3 separate regions of the Mus musculus genome follow, and all the other regions are linked to region 2. A link is a contact called in public promoter capture Hi-C data. All regions are on one chromosome and are shown on one strand. The core of a region is the stretch at or near the end of the contact, and the rest is flanking DNA. Distances in the headings are between cores, read along the strand shown. Region 1 holds the start of Wdr54 (WD repeat domain 54). Region 2 holds the start of Vax2 (ventral anterior homeobox 2). Region 3 holds the start of Ccdc142 (coiled-coil domain containing 142).

Evidence for each region. Promoter capture Hi-C pulls out the DNA fragments that hold promoters and counts their contacts.
Region 1: a promoter capture Hi-C map of stem cell-derived epiblast-like cells shows a contact between it and region 2, with 3 times the contacts expected there. The contact joins the promoter of Wdr54 here to the promoter of Vax2 in region 2. A contact is called at or near these places in 8 of 39 promoter capture datasets (the C10 cell line, embryonic stem cells, hematopoietic stem and progenitor cells and 4 more), 2 of 484 Hi-C or Micro-C datasets (both in embryonic stem cells), 8 of 115 datasets of contacts at active chromatin or transcription factors (embryonic stem cells, large pre-B cells, memory CD8 T cells and 2 more) and 2 of 9 other capture datasets (adipose tissue and pancreatic islet).
Region 3: a contact with region 2 is called in a promoter capture Hi-C map of stem cell-derived epiblast-like cells, with 2.8 times the contacts expected there. The contact joins the promoter of Ccdc142 here to the promoter of Vax2 in region 2. A contact is called at or near these places in 6 of 39 promoter capture datasets (cranial neural crest, embryonic stem cells, pre-B cells and 2 more) and 2 of 115 datasets of contacts at active chromatin or transcription factors (embryonic stem cells and large pre-B cells).

Annotation. Positions count from the first base shown.
Region 1 is chr6:83,154,587-83,158,587 of GRCm38.p6, forward strand. Wdr54 (WD repeat domain 54) reads right to left here and starts at 1,793. Exons shown (of 11, transcript NM_001362119.1): 1 at 1,729-1,793; 2 at 1,589-1,659; 3 at 1,063-1,285; 4 at 892-954; 5 at 484-550; 6 at 336-389; 7 at 1-41. The coding sequence starts at 1,284. It overlaps 1700003E16Rik (RIKEN cDNA 1700003E16 gene), which reads left to right and starts at 1,818. Exons shown (of 4, transcript NM_027948.1): 1 at 1,818-2,004. The coding sequence starts at 1,987.
Region 2 is chr6:83,708,596-83,712,492 of GRCm38.p6, forward strand. Vax2 (ventral anterior homeobox 2) reads left to right here and starts at 2,644. Exons shown (of 3, transcript NM_011912.4): 1 at 2,644-2,948. The coding sequence starts at 2,702. Vax2os (ventral anterior homeobox 2, opposite strand) reads right to left here and starts at 3,606. Exons shown (of 6, transcript NR_002871.2): 1 at 3,508-3,606; 2 at 2,139-2,230.
Region 3 is chr6:83,099,171-83,103,236 of GRCm38.p6, forward strand. It overlaps Ccdc142 (coiled-coil domain containing 142), which reads left to right and starts at 2,346. Exons shown (of 9, transcript NM_001081266.1): 1 at 2,346-3,468; 2 at 3,788-3,874; 3 at 3,950-4,066. The coding sequence starts at 2,514.

The sequences.
Region 1 (4,001 bases), core at 543-3,042, 550 kb before region 2:
AGCGGGGATATCAAAGACCAGTACTCGACCGGAACACGTTCCTGCAGCCAGAACCAGTGTCCCACTGATGGCTTCCTGAGTCCTCTGGGTCTCCAGTCACCACAGCCAGCACCCCCTCTATCCCAGAAGTCTTAGTAATAAACTCAGTACTCCCACAGGCCTGACTTTCCATTCACTATCCCTCTCTAAATGTTTTTCAGAGTCTCTGATACCCTTCCTTCCCAGCTTCCCTCTAACTCTTCCTAAGTTCGTCAACCCCTCAGCATCCTCTTGGCTGAGACCCCACAATCATGTACTTCACATACAGGCCCTAGCCCTGTCTCTAGTCTGCTCACCCACACAGATGAAGTGGACGCTGGCAGCAATTCCTCGGGCAAACATAGCCTGTACTGAATACAAAAGCAGCTCTCAGAAACAGCACTTCCCCCAGCCCCAGCGAATTCTCCCAGCCTCCACCCCTGCTCCACATGGTCCTGAAGGTACCTGAAGAAGCATCGCCTGAGTCCAAGGCGTGCCAATAAACCATGACGGAGCCATCAGACTCATACATCTGGAAGATGGGGGCAAGGATGAGAGCAAGATCCAGATGACCCTTGTTGAGTTCTGGGCACTTCACCCAGCCAGGTAAGTCCATTGGAATCCTCAAACTCTGTTCTGGGAGGCAGGCACTATTCTTATCCATAGTTTTCAGAGGAGGACACTGAGGCTACCCGTGCCCAAGGGTCACAGAGTTAATAACAGAAGCAAACTGCTGATGCAGAATTGAAGAGTGAAGAAAATGGAACAAAAGAAGACGAAAAATAGAGGCAGAGTGGGCTGCGCATGTGACATCTAAAAGTGTTATTGGGTGGGGGTGGCGCTGGAGAAAGGGCAGGAGGGTTCTATTCTCACCTGTATCCCTCGATGCGAGGTGAGGACCAGCAGTACTCTGAAGGGGAGGACACACCAGTGAACCTGGAGAGACGCGCATCATAGAAGAGGACATAAGGCGTCAAGAGGATAGGTATTCAAGAACAAGGATCGCACTGATTTAAGCAACACCTCTTTCACTCCTTGCCTTACCTGAGTGATAAGTGGGGGACTCACTCCAGCACCCTCTTTAACGTGGAGCTGGCGCTGGGCCAAGGGCACACCCTCAGGGGCAGCACTGAGAAGCTGGGCGCTCGGTCCATGAACCACCCCAAAATGCGTGAGATCACGGGCTGGCAGCTGCAGTACACTGAGGTTGTTAGACAGGGCGGCGGCAGAGCTACGAAGTGGGATGGAGCGCTCGCGGCGGAACATTCTGAGAGAGAGAGAGAGAGAGAGAGAGAGAGAGAGAGAGAGAGAGAGAGAGAGAGAGAGAGAGAGTCCTAGAGTCACGGCACGACAAATAGGGAGAAGGCCACTGGGGACACTGGGACAGGGGAGAAGGACAATGAGATGCAACCAGGAGACACTGAGAGAGACCCTTGATTGATAGGATCCCCGAGGAAAGTGATGGATAGTAGTCACAAGGAGGAGAGGATCCCACGGAGCTGGAGAGAGCCCCAGGGTTGAGTGTTGCAGCCACCAGGGAATCCCGCAATAAGAATGATGATGTAAATACCTGCTAGTACGGAACGTCTCAGCTAAAATGCAGAATGTGGTCTCCAGCTCTTCTTCCCACAGCTTAGCTACCTGAAGGCCCACGCCAAGGTTAGAGGTCACACCTGCAACCCACCCCCACCACCCTCAAGTGTGCCTTGCCTGACGCCGCGATCCTAAGGTCCCTCCAAATCCGCCGCCACCATAGAGACGACGCACCGACGCACGGCCTCTGGGCGTGGCCTGTGGCTGGAACTTGCGGCGCGCAGCTACGCGGTTACCAAGCAACCGTGGACCACGCCAGGGACCCTCAGCGGGGCCTGGTTGCCGAGGAGACCGTTGGGTCGCGGCCACTGCAGCTACAACGATGGAGGGTCCTGAAGGCAGCTGAAACACCGCCTTGGAGTGACTGTCACGAAAATGAGTCACGAAGGCTCGGTGAGTTTCAGCTAGACTTAGGGAGTGCGCAAGAACTGGGGTTGGCCGGTATCGAGGCAGTGGACTAGCTCTAGGTTCGAGATGGGCATGCCTGTACCTCGGTCCCTGAGGGAAAGGGTCAACGGCTGGACCAGGCCAAGGGCAAGCGAATTCGGAAACAGCTGAACCACTAGTGCAAATAGTAATTCCTTTCTGACCAGGAACCCGTGTTGGTGGGTAAACCAGAGGCACTAGGAAGAGGGTCTGATGGATGAATCACTATCTTGACAATTTCAGGACTACGAAATGGATCAAACAACTGTGAGGGTGACCTTAAAACTTACTTTATTATCATTATTACTTTTTTTTTTTTTAAATCGAGACAGTCTGATTATATAGACCATATTGGCCTCCAACTCAACTCTGCCTCCAGAGTGCTGTGATTAAAGGAATCACATGCGCAACCATGGCTTGCCTTTTATTTTGAGACAAGGTCTCAATGTGTAGCCCTGGCTGGTCTAGAACTCACAATATAGACCGGGTTGCCTTTGAACTCATAGCTTCTTCCCATACCAACACTCTCCCATCTCACTGGTCAAAAACCAATTACCTTTAAGTCAAAAAAAAATTTTATGTATATGGGTGTTTTGTCTGCATGTGTGTTTGTGTACTGTGTTCATGTCTGATGCCTGCAGAGGCCAGGAGAGAGGATCAGATCTCCTGGAACTGGAGTTACAGTTTGGAGCCATCACATGGGTGCTAAGAATCAAACCCAGGCCCTCTGCAAGAGCGGTCAATGTGGGGTCAACTCTCTTACTCCCAAAGTCAAGGCATTTTAAAAAATAAAACAGATTGGTAGGACCTCGAGAAAATGAAAGAGTAAAAAATATCTCTGTTCTCTTGTGTTAAGTGCACGCCACATCTCTGTCCTAGCTGTGGGGGGAGGCCTAAGGGATCGGTTCTTTGGTTTTGCGTTGGCTTTGGGCTTAAGGAAGCAAAGCTTTAGATGGAGAACTAGGCAGCCGCTTGGTTTCTGGGAATTCAAGGCCAGGAACTGAGAATGTAGAGAACAGAAGACACCGGATTGCCTGAGAGAATGAATATTGGAGAATATAAAATAGGAAACAATTAGGTAGATAGATAAAAACTTATATTTGGAGGTAGATTTTGGAAGGAACCATCTTCCTTCATGGTCTCACTTCATGGCCCAGTCTGGCCTTGAACACATGACAGCTGCTTCAGGCTTCTGAGTGCTGGGTTTATTGCTGTGAGCCACCACACCTAGTTCTGGCCCTCTTTACAATTTTTTTTATTATTATTATTACTTATCTACATCTCTTTTGTGAAGTATTATGTCCCTAGGTTACTTTTGGGCTTTTCTTAGTTACTTATCTCTTGCTGTCACAAAACACCATGAGCAAAGAAACTTATAAAAGGAAGTGTTTAATTTGGGGTTCACGGTTCCAAACGGTTAAGCACCCAGGAGCATCACGAAGGGGAGCACAGACAGGCATGGTGCTGGAGGAGTAGCTGAGAGCCCACGAGGCAAAGAGAGCTAACTGCAAATGATGGGCTTTTGAAACCTCATCTCTGGCCCCTACTCCCTCCCTCCCAACAAGGCCACACCTCCAAGTCTTTCCCAAACAGTTCAAATAGGAATTTATGGGGCTGTTCTTATTCAAGCCGTCACAGGAATCTTTAATGATTTGTTACATTTATTTGGGGTGGGGTGGGGTGAAGGCGGGGCGTGTGCCATAGTGCACGAGTGGAGGCTGGAGGGTGACTTGAAGGAGATGGCTCTCTCCTTCTACCTTGTGGTGCTGAGAATCAAACTTTTGTCATTAGGCTGGGCTATGAGTACTTTTACCCAGTGAGTCACCTCACCAACCCTCATTTTCTTTATCTATCTCATGTATATGTGTACACTGTCACTGTCCTCAGACACACCAGAAAAGGCCATCAGATCCCATTACAGATGTTTGTGAGCCACCATGTGGTTGCTGGGGATTGAACTCAGG
Region 2 (3,897 bases), core at 1,394-3,893:
CCCTAAAGAGGAAGGGAGGGATGGAGAATGAGGAAGAGGAGATGGATGAGGTTGGAAGAGAGGTTCTCTAGGCTTATGGTCAGGTTGGGATGTGAGGCAGCAGGAAGAACACAGTAGGAATAAAACTCCTGCCTCCCTTCCCAGGGCACACTCAGACCTTCAGACAAAGGCAACACCCCCACCCACCCACCATGACTGTGGCACTCACTGGCCAAATAACAACATAGTAGCACCCAGACCTCCTTAGCAAGGACAGCACTAAAGAACACAGTCTCCCTAAGTGCAAAGACTGGCCAGAGACCAGTGGCACCAAGGAACCGGATCACCTGAGAGCTTCCAGGTCACCTGGAGACCCAGAAGAGTCCGAACTTCCAGACTCTAGTTCCAAAGCACTCTCCAAAACCATCAGCCTCTCCAGGAAGGATGGTTCAGCTCACTTGGGGACCAGAGCCCAGAAAAGGCTCCTGGAAAAAGACTTGATTGACCTCCTCCACCAGTGAAGTGAAGATTTAACATCATGAAAAGAAGCTGGTGGTGGCACATACCTTTATTCCCAGAACTTAGGCGGCAGAGACAGATCTCTGAGTTTGAGGCCAGCCTGGTCTATAGAGTGAGCTCCAGGACAGCCAGGGCTACACAGAGAAACCCTGATTGGAAAAACCAACCAGAGAAAACATTGTGAAAAGACGCAACTCTGCTTTTGTCGGCACAAACACAGCTTTGTAGGTGGCATGGGAGGCTGCTTGGGTGGAGGGTATGAGGTCTAGCTTCCACTAGTTTCTTCCGCTTCTGTTTTTCTATACTAGATGTAGGGCATACTTTGAGAAAGCCAGAGATGAGATAAATGCAGATGGCTCAGGTAAGGTGGTCAATGGGGGAGGGGGCTGTGGGGGCTGCTGAGAAGTCCTACTGCCCTCCAGAGGGCAGGCTAGGAGGGGACCAGTACAAGGCTGGCCACTTTGCCTAGGTCTCAGATGGGTTCCAGTTCTCTGGTTTCCTTAACTATGCAAAGTGCTGGTGCTTTCTCAGCTCCCTCTTTTCTTCTCTCCCATCCTGTCCTCATTCTCTCCTTCCTTCCCTCCCTCTTCTCTCTTCCATACAACCAGCAGGCACTGACAGTCCACACTGTCCCCTCTGCCGGCCAATTACACACCATGGAAGCCATACCCCACCCCCACCCCCGCTCCTTTCTTTGCGAATAGGGCCCAGCAGGCATCCTCTCTTACCGCTGTTCTTTCCTTTTCCAGCACTACAAGAATCAGTGAGAATCGCCAAGTCACATCTACCACCTCTCCCAAAATCTCCAACCGTTTTCACACACACACACACACACACACACACACACACCACAGACCAAGGCACTGACTGACTCCCCACACCCAACACCTGTTCAACCTCAGAGACAGAGACCCCACAAGCCTACCCTTGGTGGTCACAGACACCCGCTACCAGATCTTGGGATCTCCTGAAGTACTTTGGCTTGGACTCACACCAAGCATTTGGCTCACCCCTAGTACCTAGTTTATTCCAAATCTGCAAGTGGAAGAAAGGAAGAAGAGTCTGAAGGATCGGGATACTGGCCTTTAAAGGAGCCATAGACCCTCGGTTACACACACCATCCTTCTCAATCTTTCCCCCAAACCTCTTTTTAAAGCTGAGTCAAATACAATGAGACTGTTCCCCACACTTCCTGACACTGTCTAAACAGAAGCGGGACTCTGCAGAACGTGTAGCCAAGAGGACACAGGCTCCTGTCCAGAGATCCGTCTGGAGCAGGCACTGAACAAGGGGCTGCTCCAGGACAGAAGCGCGAGAAAAAAAAAAAGCCCGTGCTCAGTCTCATTCTCTAGGTGTCAGTCCCAGGAGTGACAACCTCAGAGCTGCGGGAGAGCCCAGCGTTTGCTCTTGGCAGTACAACCTGGCGGTCTGCCGGTCCAGCTCCGCACCTCACCCTGGCTGGGGACAGCATCCGCCTCCCGGGCTTGTCTGGCGAAACTCGCGGGATCCCCACAATAAGTGGCTGTTCTGTGTGCCTGAGTGTGAGTGCCTTGGTTGGGGGACGCGTGCCCTGAACCCCAGACCTACACCCCACTCTCTACCGTCGCCCCCACCGCACCAAGTTCCGGAGCCCAGCAAACCTCCTCTTTTCTGCCGGGTCGAGTCAGGGTCGCCTCCTCGAGCTCTGAGTTTTCCATCAAGCGGAGCCAGACTGAAAGCTAGGTGCATTTCCCTGGAGATATAGGGAACAGAGGGAAGAGGGCGAGAGGGACCAATGGGTAGGGAGTAATAAAGTTTATGAGAGGGTGTGGGGCGGTCTTCTGTACCACGGGGCTGTCCAGTCTCCCATTGCCAGGCTCTAAACACCGCCCCACGCGAGGAGGCGCGAAGACACCATCCCCTCCCCCTTCTCCACATATCTCTTTTCCTCCTATCCCTCCTCCTTCTCCTCTTTCCCTCCCCTTGTCTCTCTTCCCCTCACTCCCTCCTCCTTTTTTCCTCCCCCTGAACGAACTCCCGTTGCGCTGCGCCTACTGGATCCACCCAGAGTCCTGGAACCCCAGCTCGCGCCCAATCGCCGACGGGGGCGGGGCCTGTAGGGGGCGGGGCAGATGGAGGAAGGGGTGGGGAGGGGCAGGGAGGGACCTGCTACCCTGAGCTAGGACTAGCGGCTGCTGTGGCCCAAGCAGCAGTGGCGGCGGGCATGGGCGATGGGGGCGCGGAGCGGGACCGCGGCCCCAAGCGCCGGGAGGAGCCTGGTGGCCGCAGCGGGCGTCACGGAGAGCACCGCGGAGCGGAAGATTTGCGTGCTGACACAGGTAGCGCGAGTCCGAGGGAGATTGCTGGGACCTCCGCCTCCAGCCCTGCGGGCTCCAGGGAGAGCGGAGGGGACAGCGACGGACAGCAGGCGCTCGGTGAGACAGACCACTGCCGCCGCATCCTGGTACGAGGTAAGGGGACAGCCGCAGCTCTGATTCCCTGGGCCACCAAGCTGCCTTTCCTGGGGCCTCCGACATCCCTACAACGTCCATCTCTCAGATCATACAGTGGTTCATTCATTTGGTAGTTCATCCTGTAAATACTCCGAGTGCCTATTGTGTGCGGGACACTGAGCTGAACGCGGGGGACAAAGCAGGGGGCTGGACCTTGTTTCGTCCTGCTGGACCGGTGCTCTCTCTCTCTCTCTCTCTCTCTCTCTCTCTCTCTCTCTTTCTCTCTCTCTAGGCCCATCCGGGCTGGTTGGTGTAGTAAGGACACGAATCAGTTGGAGAAGCCCGACACCGAGAGCCAGGGCCTCCGCGCCGGGGTCCCCGGAGCAAGGGCGGAGAAAGTCACGCGCGCGCTGTAGGGACAGGATTGGGAGGGACCCGAGTGGGCAGCTGCTGAGGAAGGCTGGGCCACGCAGGCAGTCGGATGCGTCCCCGCTTCAACCCAGCCTTATTTCCCAGCACCTAGCCTTGCGTGGGTTGAGGCTTAGAGATGGCTGGGTGGGCGGTAGGGTAGCCTGACCTGCCGCGGCTCCGCTGCTCCAGTTTTCCCACTCGCTTGGATACCGCCGGCTCCGGCGCTCCTCCGCCTGGCCTGGCCGCCTGGCCTGGCCGACGCTTTCTTCCTCGGCTCCACCCGCCCTCACCCGAAGTCGGAGCCCCTTCACCCATCCCCCTTCAACCCCCGCAGCAAACTTGCTTTCCCGGCACTCTCCTGCCATCGCTCATCCAGATCCAAACCTCCAATGCCAGTATCCTGGGTCTGGGCCTCTCCCAGGTAGACACTTGGAGAAAGAAGTCTCGGGTCCTGCGGTCAACTGGATCCTAGGCCTGAGGCCTGTTGTTTTTCCGCCATCCTGGGGTTTCGGACTCACTCACTTGGCTTCCCCCAGCTGCCTCCCACAGGCCTCAG
Region 3 (4,066 bases), core at 1,096-3,595, 610 kb before region 2:
GGACAGGCTGTGTTATGTATGGATGGTGCCTCCACTAGATACTGCTGATTCATTGAAAAGAAGGATTTTTTTCATTATTATTGGTGTGTGTGTGTGTGTGTGTGTGTGTGTGTGTGTGTGTGTGTTTCTCCTTCCATCTTGTGAGGTCCAGAGATCAAACTTAAGTTGTCAGTCTCGGAATCGAGTGCCCTTATTGGCTGAGTCATCTCACCAGCCCTCTCAGAACAAAACAAAACATTCTAGTGGATGACTACATGTCTGAAATAAAAGGACGACTGTAAAAGGATTCTCAAGATTTTTTATTAAGCAAACAGAAGTTTGTGTTATGAGCCAAAACCCCAACAAAATAAAAGATAACTTTTAAATATTTTCTTCTTCTTCTTCTTTTTATTTTATTTTATTTTATTTTATTTTTTGAGACAGGATTTCTCTGTATAGCCCTGGCTGTCCTGGAACTCATTTAGTAGACCAGGCTGGCCTTGAACTCAGAAATCCGCCTGCCTCTGCCTCCCAAGTGCTGGGATTAAAGGCTTGCGCCACCACCGCCCGGCATTTTCTTCTATTTTTGAATTATATGTATCTTAGTGCGGGCATGTGCAAGCATGTGAAGGTGCCTCCAGAGACCAAAGATGTCAGAGCCCCCAGGAACTGGAGTTACAGGCTGTTTCAAGCCAACTGCACAGGGGTCCTCTACATGAGCAGTCAGGCTAAAGCACCTCTTCAGCTTCAATTAGTTAGTTTTGAGACTTCTTGACTTTGGAGGCAGGTGCTCATGAATCTACGGCGGGGGCCAATTTTTATGTGACCTGTAACTGATCAGTATTAGCTCAGGACCACCTGCCCCTGCCCCCTGCTCCAGACCAAGTTCTCAGCACAAAAGAAATTTATTTGCCCTAGAGTGACAAAGGGCAGGTAATAAGGGACAAAGACAGGAGATAGAGGACCAGGAAAAAGAGGAAGGGAACAAAGGAGAGGAGACAAAAGGGGCAAGGGTGTTTATCCTGGAGGACAAAGGACTACCTCTGGATAGAGAGGAGACAGTTGTGGCCCATAGACAAATGGAGTTATGATAGTAAAGGGGGAAACCCGGGTTAGGATGAGGTGTTTAATTTTGATCGGGTATGCTAATTAGGTAAACTAAAGGGGGCCTTTTGATTGCTGGACTTCAGTACTTTGATAGCCATACCTTGGTAGTCAGCCTTAGAAGAAGGAAGTGGCCAAATAAGGGAATAGACCTCTTGGCTAGTTTTAGAAATGTAACAATGTTTTTTGGTTTTGTTTTGTTTTGTTTTGTTTTGTTTTGTTTAGCAAGGCAGGGGGAATGGTTTTGCCAGAACAGTGCCCACATGAGAGTTAGCCAGAGTCCCTTCATAACCTGGATCTTTAGCCTGAGGACTTGTTGACTCTGAGAGTCTAGAAGTGAATGGCCAGGAAAACTGCTGTATATTTACTTAGTCTTTCGGTGATCCCATATCTGATCCTCTCTCTCCCTCAGTAACTGTACCAACTACTTCAGGAATCTAACCCCCTATCTCCAACCTTTTAAACCACTCTCAGAGGCTGGGTCTCACACTGTAGCCTAGGCTAACTTGAAAGTATGTTGGCCAAGTGTCGACCACCTCTAGACAACCCTCCTGCCTCAATCTCTTAGTGCTGGGCAGTAATAATATTCTTTTCCATGCTGTGGGGTCTTGTCCTCTGTTCACAATATATTCCCAAGCACTTGTAACTACTGCCTTGACCTCAAACTGGAGACCCTCAAATGCTCAATTTTGCCTGCTTAGAGCATTGCAGCAGCAGCAGCAGCCCGAGGACCCCTTGCTGTTCCTTTGCCTAAGATCTTTATGAGTAGGGTCCGAACCAGCTGCTTCCCAAAACTCTCAGAGATGACTGAAAGAAAACATAAAAGAAGTTGAAGCTGGCTGTGATGACACACATACACACTCTTAACTTAAGCCAGGAAGCGGAGGCAGGCTGACAACTCTGAGTTCGAGACCTGCCTGGTCTACATGAGAGTTTCAGGATAGCTAAGAACATACACAGTGAGATTCAAAGAGAACTGAACAACAACACGCCCACAAATGAACACGAAGACAACGATCAAAGCAAAAGCAAACTGAGGTCTCGCTTTCCTCTTTTCTGTAGTAGACCGCCGCAGGACCCCCAGAGGGCAGACTGCAGGAAGGCGGTACACTAGGAAGTCAGGGATGGCGGAGACATGGGTCTCCTGCTGTCAAGTCACACCTAGCTTGACTCTCCCTACAGCATTTAGCATCAGCGCCACCTCCCGTTAACGGTGACAGGAAAGTCTAGCTAGAATTTGATAGTCGTTAAGGGCCGGGAAAGAGTAAGTGGGTGGCCATCTTTGTTAGGGGCAGAGGTCGTGGCTACGGAGCCCCAGTAAGACCACGAGACTTCCGGCTAGCTGGTGAGTCCTGGCGCCCACGGGCGTGGAGTGCGACGGGAAGCGGGGAGGCGGCGAGCGTTAGGTTCGTTTGGGACTCGCCGTGCAAATGGCACGGGCGTCCAGCTCTAGTGGCCCTTTGCCTCCACTCGCTAACGTACCCTCGTCGTGGGCGCAGCCCGTGGGCGCTGGGGAGGAGCGGGACGAGGGGAGGCGTGGAGGGCTAGGGCTACTGGCTGCGGTGAGCGTCCCGTGCCCGGACTTCAGCAGACAGCCGTGGGCTCCCGCGTCTGCAAGCGGCCCGATGCCCTTCGCTCTTCAGCGGCTCCGGGCCACATTGCTTCGTCTGCACCGCGAGCGAGAGCAGCTCCTGCGGGCCCGGGACTGCGCCCGCCACCTGCAGGCGGTCGTGCGGCTGCTCCGCTCCGGCTCCTCGGCCGGTTCCCTCTCCCTGCAGCAGTTGCACGGCGATTTACAGCTGTGCCCATCTCGTGGGGCGGCTCTGCGCCTCGGCTTCCCGGGCTCCAGGGAGACGCTTCTCCTGACTCGCCCTGTCGGGCTAGCTGCCCAGCACTTGGAGGCTGCCATCGAGATGCAGCTTCGTTCACTGGGCCGGACACCCGCTAGCCTGGGCCTGACATCCCAGCTAGCCGAACTGTTGCTGGCCCTTCCCTTCTACCACACTCTGCAGGGACATTCCCTGAACTTCGTCCCCGGGGCCGCGCGCCCATTCCCCGCGGCCCGTGTGCTCCAGCTCCTGGCTGCAGAGCGGGGTTGTCAGGTGGCAGATAAGCTGGCTGAAGCCCGTGGCGGATCGGGCTTGCAGGAGCAGCTCCGTCGGCAGTGCGAGCAAGAGCGAGAGCTGCTGCCCGGGCTGCTGGGCCTGGTAGGGGGCGTGGCTAGCACCGACAGCAGCGGACTGAGGCTTGGGGGACCTGGAGCCCTGTGGAGCCAGTATTGGACCTTGCTGTGGGCAGCCTGTGCTAAGTGTTTGGACCTACGCGTGGGACCCTGGGAGGACCCTAGAGCAATGGCACAAGAGCTGAGTCAGGCACTGTGTCAAGGTAAGCGAGGGGTCCGAGCTGGCATTTGGAGGTTGTGGTGAGGGTGTCTTTTTCCCTTTACCCTCTCTCAACTCCAGCCTGTCAGCAAGCGCAGGGCCTTGAATGAATGAACTTCCCCGAGTTTAAAGTATAGCGTTTAGGGTTTCCCAAGGCCACGCAGCTTCCCATAGCAGTCTTTATTTAGGTTTTAGTCCACACTGGCCTGGGACGCTGGTCTCAGCCTCCTGCCTCCGGAGAGCCACCATGCCTGACTTGAGTGGAGTCGGCAGGGGCTGTCACCAGGGATTTGTTTCCAGGCTTCCTTCATTTCTCCCATCAGCACCCCTGCCTCAGGAGTGTGAGAAGGAGCTGTTGTCTCTGTGTCACAGCCTGTTTCACCAGTCTGTCATCTGCAGCTGGGACCAAGGTAAGGAGAAAAGGACATTGGGGTGACCCAAGGATCCTGTTGCGCACCCCCTCAGACTATATTTTGTCATGCCAGGGTTCTGCCAGGCCTTAGGATCAGCCCTGGGTGGTCAGAGCAGCCCTGCGTCACTGTCTCCTACCTCTGAGCTGCTGCAGCGGCTTTTTCCTCCCCTCTTGGATAGCCTTCGACAGC